2 separate regions of the Pan troglodytes genome follow, and region 2 is linked to region 1. The links are chromatin contacts, called in public Hi-C maps. All regions are on one chromosome and are shown on one strand. Each heading gives the region's core, a stretch centred on a gene start, on an enhancer-like site or on the middle of the called end of the contact. The rest is flanking DNA. Distances are from core to core; before and after follow the strand shown.

What was found. A called contact is a pair of places that touch in the nucleus more often than the background predicts.
Region 2: a Hi-C map of induced pluripotent stem cells shows a contact between it and region 1, with 2.2 times the contacts expected there. The contact joins two enhancer-like sites. A contact is called at or near these places in 2 of 7 Hi-C or Micro-C datasets (induced pluripotent stem cells and stem cell-derived neural progenitor cells).

The regions. Positions count from the first base shown.
Region 1 is chr3:40,642,931-40,646,980 of NHGRI_mPanTro3-v2.0_pri, forward strand. No RefSeq gene overlaps it. Among named protein-coding and RNA genes, the nearest start is that of CHRNA9, 14 kb to the right of the region's middle. Within about 2 kb of position 1,616, at least 13 of the 24 cell types and tissues checked have an H3K27ac peak or open chromatin away from gene starts, as enhancers often do. A contact at or near this core is called in induced pluripotent stem cells, where this site is marked.
Region 2 is chr3:41,039,556-41,043,524 of NHGRI_mPanTro3-v2.0_pri, forward strand. No RefSeq gene overlaps it. Among named protein-coding and RNA genes, the nearest start is that of NSUN7, 32 kb to the right of the region's middle. Within about 2 kb of position 2,311, at least 2 of the 24 cell types and tissues checked have an H3K27ac peak or open chromatin away from gene starts, as enhancers often do. A contact at or near this core is called in induced pluripotent stem cells, where this site is marked.

The DNA.
Region 1 (4,050 bases), core at 366-2,865:
ATGTGCTGTGTATTCACAGAAACAGGGGCTACCTGTAGAGAGTGGAGAAGGAAATTTGTTTTTAATGTACTGTTTAATAAAAAAAACATAAACATGTATTTGTTCAATATTTAAAAAGTTTTGAAATGTTTATCCTCTTTGAAACTCCTTTTATGATGTTATCCTGGAGAAATAAAGATATAATAACTATTTTGTATTAAGTTGATCATTGTGACATTATAATGGTGAAAAATTAGAAATAACCTAAACATCTAGCATTTAGAGAATGGTTAATATTGGGAAAATGAACTGTAATATAATGCAGTCTTTTAAAAATCAAGTTTCTGAAAATTTCACCAGATGGAGAAATACTGACAATATGCTAATTAAATTCAGTATTAATCTCGATGTAAAATCTGTGTTAATCTCCATGATGTTAAAAATGCATAGAAAAATAAAAAGCCTAGAAGAAAATATTCCCAAATGACAACAGAAGTTGCCTCTGATAGTGAGATTACAGGAGATTCTTCATTTTCTGAACCTCTGTATTTTCATATTCTTTTCACTTTTTTCTGCAATAAGCATGCATTATTTTGTAATGTGAAAGAAAAAGAAAGTAAAATACTGAGAAAATTATGACGTGCATTCCTGGCATGAGTCAGGAGCTGAATTTTCATGTTTAAATTAGTTTCAGAAACACAGGAGTGGTTTCTAGGCAACCTGCTTGGGAAATTATGTTCATTTCCATTGTTGCTGGAGTGTGCGTGAGTGTCTGAAAGAAAATGTAAGAGACGAACCTTTGCAAAAGCAGACTCCTGCTAAGGAAAAATAAGCTTTGCCACCCAGTTTTGGTCATGGGGACTTGAGTTACTGTGGCCTCAGAGGCCCCTAGGGGCCTGATCATTTTTTTTCTTTCTTTTTTCCTCCATCTTTTCTTTTCTTTTCTTCCTTCCTTCCTTCCTTTTTCTTGCTTGCTTTTTTTTTTTTTTCAAATGAGTGATTGATTTTAATGAGGATTGCTATAGGTAGGTACAGTACATTAGACATTCAAGCCTCTGCATAAGGTGTGGGAAACTGAGAGGGGAGAGAGAATCAAGCAAAAACCCCCACTCTGTGCCTCTGCTGAGAATCCAGGGCTGTAATTCAGGCCGTTGCAAGGCTTTACAAGATGGATTGTAGCTCAGGATGTGAAAAGACTGCCTCATCATCATGTGAGTCATTTACCATTATTATAGACAATCCTGCTGTGCCAAAGGGCTTTTAATCAGAAGGAAACACTGAAAAATGGAATCAGGGCTAAGAAACGCTTGGCCCAGCCTGATGGGCTGTGGAGGATGGGCTGAGTTAAGAATATTTTTTAGCCTCAAGGGAGATGCGTTCTTCACTAAGCGTTTGCAGAAGGTGCAGAAGGTATTGTTCTCAGCCCACGGTGTGTGTTTTGTTGACCTTGACTGCGTTTTTCAGCAAGAAGGAAAGGCTATTTGCCTGATAAATGGAATCGGAGCTCAGCGTCTCGCTCCTAGGCCCCCTAGTGGTTGTCTTTTGCAATTAAAAAAATGAAGTGACTTGAGGTCAACAGCAGGCTCTTTGGGTAACGATCGCAGGTGACTAGAGTGTGCTGCTTTTGACGCTGGCTCCCCCAGACTTCATCAAAGCTCAGGGGAGAAGCCTTGAAAATCAGGAGCTCCAGAGGGACAGACGCATTTCCTCACAGAACGCGGGACAGGAAGGCAGGAACCTTCCGTTGTGGATGGTGAAGAGCTTGTTCTGTCTTCAAACTTCTGAACCAATGTCCTGCATTCCATGTATGTGGCTCATGGTTCTGACCACTGCTGCTTTAAAATGACAGACCCCTGGGCCGGGCACGGTGGCTCACGCCTGTCTGTAATCCCAGCCCTTTGGGAGGCCGAGGCGGGCAGATTACCAGGTCAGGAGATCGAGACCATCCTGGCTAACACGGTGAAACCCCTGTCTCTACTAAAAATTAAAAAAAAAAAAAAAAAGAAAGAAAGAAATTAGCCGGGCTTGGTGGCGGGCGCCTGTAGTTCCAGTCCCAGCTACTCCGGAGGCTGAGGCAGTAGAATTGCTTGAATCCAGGAGGCGAAGCTTGCAGTGAGCCGAGATCGTGCCACTGCACTCCAGCCTGGATGACAGAGTGAGACTCCATCTCTCACACACACAAAAAACAAAACAAAACAAACAAACAAACAAAAAGACAGACCCCTGGAAGGTAAATGAAGAGAGGGACCAACAGTGACTGCCCCTCCTTCTCTGGCAGCTCTTGAGGGCAGGCCCTTCTCTTTTCATCTTGTACTCCAGGGCTTATCAAAAGGGCTTAGTATAAGTAGACTCCACAGATGCTTGTGGTCTGAATGATATGTGGAGCCCAGTGGGGTAGATAATATTATTCCTTTCACCCATGAGGAAACTGAGGTGCAAAGAAGATTTTTTAAAAATGCCTGAGATCTCTCACTAATAAATGACAGAACCGAAACTCCAGTCCCAAATCCCAAAGCCTTTTTTTCTACCAAGATGCACCCCTACGCCTCCACCATGCACTCCATCTTGCTGGTCCAGTCCGTCAAGTGAGAGCCTCGTTTTTGGTCTCTGCCTCCTATGGATCAGTCCACCCTGGAGGCGCAACCTTCTTTCCCTTCTCTGAACTTCTGGTTCAGACCTCTCATTTGGCAGCGAGTCACGCCTTTAAGGAATAGTTGGCAGGGTGCAGTGGCTCACGCCTATAATCCCAGCACTGTGGGAGGCTGATGTGGGCAAATCGCTTGAGCTTAGGAGTTCGGGACTAGCCCAGGCAACATGGTGAAATCCCTGTCTCCACTAAAAATAAAAAAAAAAAGTAGCTGGATGTGGTGGCGGTGCCTGTGGTCCTAGCTCTCTGGAGGCCGAGGTGGGAGGATCGCTTGAGTCCAGGAGGCAGAGGTTGCAATGAGCTGAGATTGCACCATTGCACTCCAGTGGGTGACAAAGCAAGACCCTGTCAAAAAAAAAAAAAAGAGTCAGGTGCAGTGGCTCATGCCTGTAATCCCAGCACTTTGGGAGGCCGAGGCAGGTGGATCTCCTGAGGTCAGGAGTTCGAGACTAGCCTGGCCAACATAGGGAAACCCCGTCTCTACTGAAAATACAAAAATTAGCCAGGTGTGGTGATGCATGCCTGTAATCCCAGCTACTCAGGAGGATGAGGCAGGAGAATCACTTGAACCCGGGAAGTGGAGGTTGCAGTGAGCTGAGATTGTGCCACTGTATGCCAGCTTGGGCGACAGAGCCAGACTCCGTCTTAAATAAATAAATAAATAGGGGGGAAAAAAAGAAAAGAAAAGAGAAAAAAAGCTATGTGGGATGGCAGGCGATGCACCTGGTGAGGAAGGCGGGACAGAGAGTTTGAAGGGTCTCCTATGCCATGATTTAGAGCAGGGCCTTCATCCTGTGGGTGATGGGGGACATGGGAGGATTTCATACAGGCAGGGGAGTGTAACATGGTCAGAGTCCAAAACATTGAAGTAACAGCAGTGTGAGTGGGGACTAGAGGAAAAGGAGACTGAAGGAAGAAGGACCAGCCCCAAGATGGTTTTCAATAGTCCAGGAAATACTACCTTGTAGGGGTTTGGGGTGATGAGAGGGATGGCGTGGGTTTAGCAGACAGGATTGATGAAACCTGGTAGCAGATGGGATGTAGTAGTATGTGAGGGGAATGTGGGACAACTCCCAGTATCTGGCATGGGGGACTGGGAAATGGTGACTTCCTTCATCAAAACCAGGAACCCATGGCAGGCCAGGGGAAGATAGTGAGTTCCACTTTGGCCACATCTGAAATGCTATGGAATCTCCAAGCAGAGCCGTCTAGGAAGTGCTTGGTATGTGAGAGTCTGAGCTTTGGGTAGATACTGGTTTCGGATGTAAAAACGCTGGATCAGGTTTCTCTCTCTATAGACATTCAATAAACATTGTTTTGAGTAGCTAATTAAGAATTACAGGGCACTGGGAAAACAGAAGGATGTTGCAATGTAAATGTGGATGCTCTTACAGTAATGGACTGATGGTTGCAGAAAAGCTCAA
Region 2 (3,969 bases), core at 1,061-3,560, 400 kb after region 1:
GTTTGGTAGTCAGGTGTATTAAATACATTTCAACTTAGGATATTTTCAACTTACAATGAGTTTATTGGGATGTAACCCCATTATAAGTTGAGGAGATTTGTATATATCTCTAGCATTATTTGTAAATCAGTCAATCCCTGAGACGCAGTGTTTTCCCCACCACAATGTTCTAATCCAGCTCTACCGCACCCCAACTCTCCTCTACCTCACAGTTAAGATTTTTATATAACATTTGTCCTCATTCTCCTTTTCTACTGTTCTCCTCTTGTTCATGAAACATCTGAAACACCTCCTCTTCCCTCCTCTAAAGACTTCAATAATCAGAGGACCTATTGCCTCTTGGTTTCATTTTAAAAATCTCCTATATAAAGCAACAATAAGTCCAAACTTACCTATTTCATGGTTTGGTTGGAGCCTAAAGTGAGGAAATGTCTGTGCAAGCACCTTGTGATCTGTAAAAAGGTATACACACATTAGGGCTGGGCGTGGTGGCTCACACCTGTAATCCCAGCACTTTGGGAGGCCGAAGCAGGTGGATCACCTGAGGTCGGGAGTCCGAGACCAGCCTGATCAACATGGAGAAACCCCATCTCTACTAAAAATACAAAATTAGCTGGGCATGGTGGTGTGTGCCTGTAATCCCAGCTACTTGGGAGGCTGAAACAGGAGAATCGCTTGAACCTGGGAGGCGGAGGTTGCAGTGAGTCAAATTCTCCTAGAAGAGAGAGATATATACATGCTAGAGATATATACAAATCACGCCATTACACTCCACCCTGGGCAACAAAGTGAAACTCCATCTCATAAAAAAAAAAAAAAAAAAAGGTATACACACATTAGGAAGAGAGGGTTTGTAGAGAGGACATGGTGTGCTGAATATGAAGTTTAGCCTTTAAAGAATTTCTAGTAGGCATTACATTATGAAAAAACAAAGGAAATTGGCCCATGACTGTGTTTATTACAATGCTGATAATCATGTTGTTTGCTGAATGTTACTATAGTACTATATAACAAAATCTAAGCACTTTGCAAAGTCCTCTATAATTTCAGCCTATTTCTTACCAAATTCTCTTAAGAAGCCCAGGATCAAGTGAACAGCCTTATTCACAGCAATCAACCACAACATTTCAGACTTAAATCATTGCATTTTAGAGCTTAAAAAAGGGTTCTAAAGAACTTTAATAACATGGACATTGTCATGATTATTATAATAACTATTATTTGTTGAGTGCTGATTGTGTCCTAAGAATGATGCTAAGGGTTTCACATACATTATCTCACTAAAGCCTTAAAATAACACTAATTGTCACTTGCTTAAAGTCATCCAGCTAATACCTGAAATAGGATTAAAACCCTGGTCTGCTTGACTCTCAAGTCTGGAATCTTGTCCTCCCTCCCCATTTTTGCCGATGAGAAAATAGACAAGCCTAGAAAGATTATATGAGTTGTCCAACATCGTACAGCTATTAAGTAGCAGAACCAGAACTAAACTCTAGGCCAGGCACAGTGGCTCATATCTGTAATCCCAGCACTTTGGGAGGTTACAGTGGGAGGATTGCTTAAGTCTAGCAGTTTGAGACCACCATGGGCAACACAGTGAGACCCCATCTCTACAAAAAATTTAAAAAATTAGCTAGGCATGGTGGCATGTGCCTGTAGTACCATAAAGTAAAAAAAAAAGAAAAGAAAAGAAAAAAAAAAGAAAGACTACATCTCCTACTCTTAAGCCCAGATTCTCTCCTTTATATAACACAGCCTGTTGGTGAACAAAGCACAGGGCACAAAATTTATTCAGTACTTAACAAAAGAAACATAGAAATAAAAACCTGAACTTCACATTCAGAAAACTAGTGGTTACTGATTTTTAGTCTATTTTGCAGTCAACAGCAAAATATATTCAGTAGCCAGGATGGGAATTGGGAAAGCTGCATTAAGGCATTAAATAGGGTACATATTCATGGATCCTGGTCCCACACTCAGTGAAGTGAACCATGATCTGTGAAAGTGGTTAGTAATCGAATGTTCCTATGGCATAGATACAGTAGAGGAATCCATGGAAGAACATAGAAAGCCTTGGAGCTAAGAAGCATGAAAGATGATTTAAAGGGGAGAGAGCTGTCCTGGATTGTTCATGGAGCAGAAACAGTCTCCCCAGATCTCTACAAAGGGCTCTTCCCATGCCTTTGCTTTGTACCTTTGAATCTCCTGCACCTGGATGGCAGGGGGCCAAGAGGCCAGGGGAGTGTCTCAGGCCTGGGTTTTTTCAGGGCTGACCTAAACGTTCATCTCTGGAAAGCAGCAGGTGCCTTGTCAATCTCCCTAAGCCCTAGGAGAATGTAGAACAATGGCCTCCTCAGTCCCAGCAGTCAAGGCCAGCTCTCCTCAAGGCCACCTCCCTTCCATTTAAGTCCCTTTTTATTGAAGTCAGTTGAATGCTCTCTTATCCGCATTAAAGGGGCTTGGGCTGCTTGAAGCTACAATTAGATTTTTATGCCACCTGGGCATAGAAGGCTCACTTCATTTCCAATGTCTCACCATTTCAGTAGGTTTTTATTTGGAAGTTCACAATTAATTTTTGGTCAGCAAACTACAAGATGAAAGGAAAACTAGACTGGTACACAAAATACTACCTGTGTTACACAGGGAGTCAAGGGCAAAAGACATTGTGACTCCTAACCAATCGTGAGAGGTATGCTCACAAGTGTATCAGCTCAAACCACTGTAATTGTTCCTACAACTCCCCTTGCTGGCCAATGTGAAGCGTGACACAAGAAAAATGAACACTTCTCAGTCTGTTACCTCTTCATCTTCCCTCATATCCAAATACCCCAAGAATGGAAAAAACAAGGGGGAAATGGTAAGAAAAAAACCTAGCGTGAGGGGACTAAAATGGATAGCTTTTGTTTTCTATGTTTTTGAGGGGCAGGGGGGTGTCAGCTATTCAAGTGGGAAATGCAATGAGATAATTATTTTGCTGAAGAAAAATGCCCTCCCCGGTGTAAAAACTGCATGCTATTCACCTTCATATACCTCATAAGAAATAACAGAAGTTACGTGGGCAAGAGTTATACCCAAAGCACCAGGGAGTCTAGATTTGTCAAAGCCATGACCTCTAGCTAATCACAGGGTAGTAGGAGAAAGTGAATTATATTTGTTAAATCTGGCAGTAATCGTGATGAATTGCAAATTCCGAGTATCATCAATTTGGTTATCTCACTGAAATGACATTTTTAATTCAGTAGGAAAATTCCTGTTACATATATTATATTTATTGAGAAATTAAAACATGACACTATACCCGATTCATTTAAATCTGATGGAAAGGTGACATCGGGAATATAGTCTATTAAATACACAAATTTCTGACAGGAACGTGCATTAGAGTATTTTGGGAGACATAAGTAGCTATCAGCTATAAAAACTCATTGTCACTTGAAATTAGAGTAATAGTTCCTGTGCCCTGGAGCCTCGTAACAGCAGATTTGTTCTTTCGTGTAGTTCTCCCATTATTAGTAGCCTCATCACTAGGTCACCTTCTGATCAAACCTTATGATCAAATTCTGTATAATCCAGAAGTGATTTTCCACCCACTGGTTAAACTACTCTGAGAAAATAAGCTTCTTTGAAAGCCATTTTGAGGTTTTGCATTAACTCTGAAATTCCCTATTTAGTTAGTACTTTATGCTTTTCTAATAATTCATAAAATAATGTCCTCATGGCAATTATGTTTGGTGTTGATGAGCCAGAGTGATTGTATTACAGAATATCCATGATTTTTCATTGGATATTCTGTTAGCTATGATAATCCATGATTATTCATTGGATATTCAGTTAGCTAATGCAGAGGAAAAGATTTTCAAGTATCAGATCATTCCAATAAATTTTAAAAGTCTGCCTATCCTTGTTTCTGCTCATTGATCTTGCGTGGCTAACAATTATTCTGAGTTCTCTCAGTGATGCTGGACATCG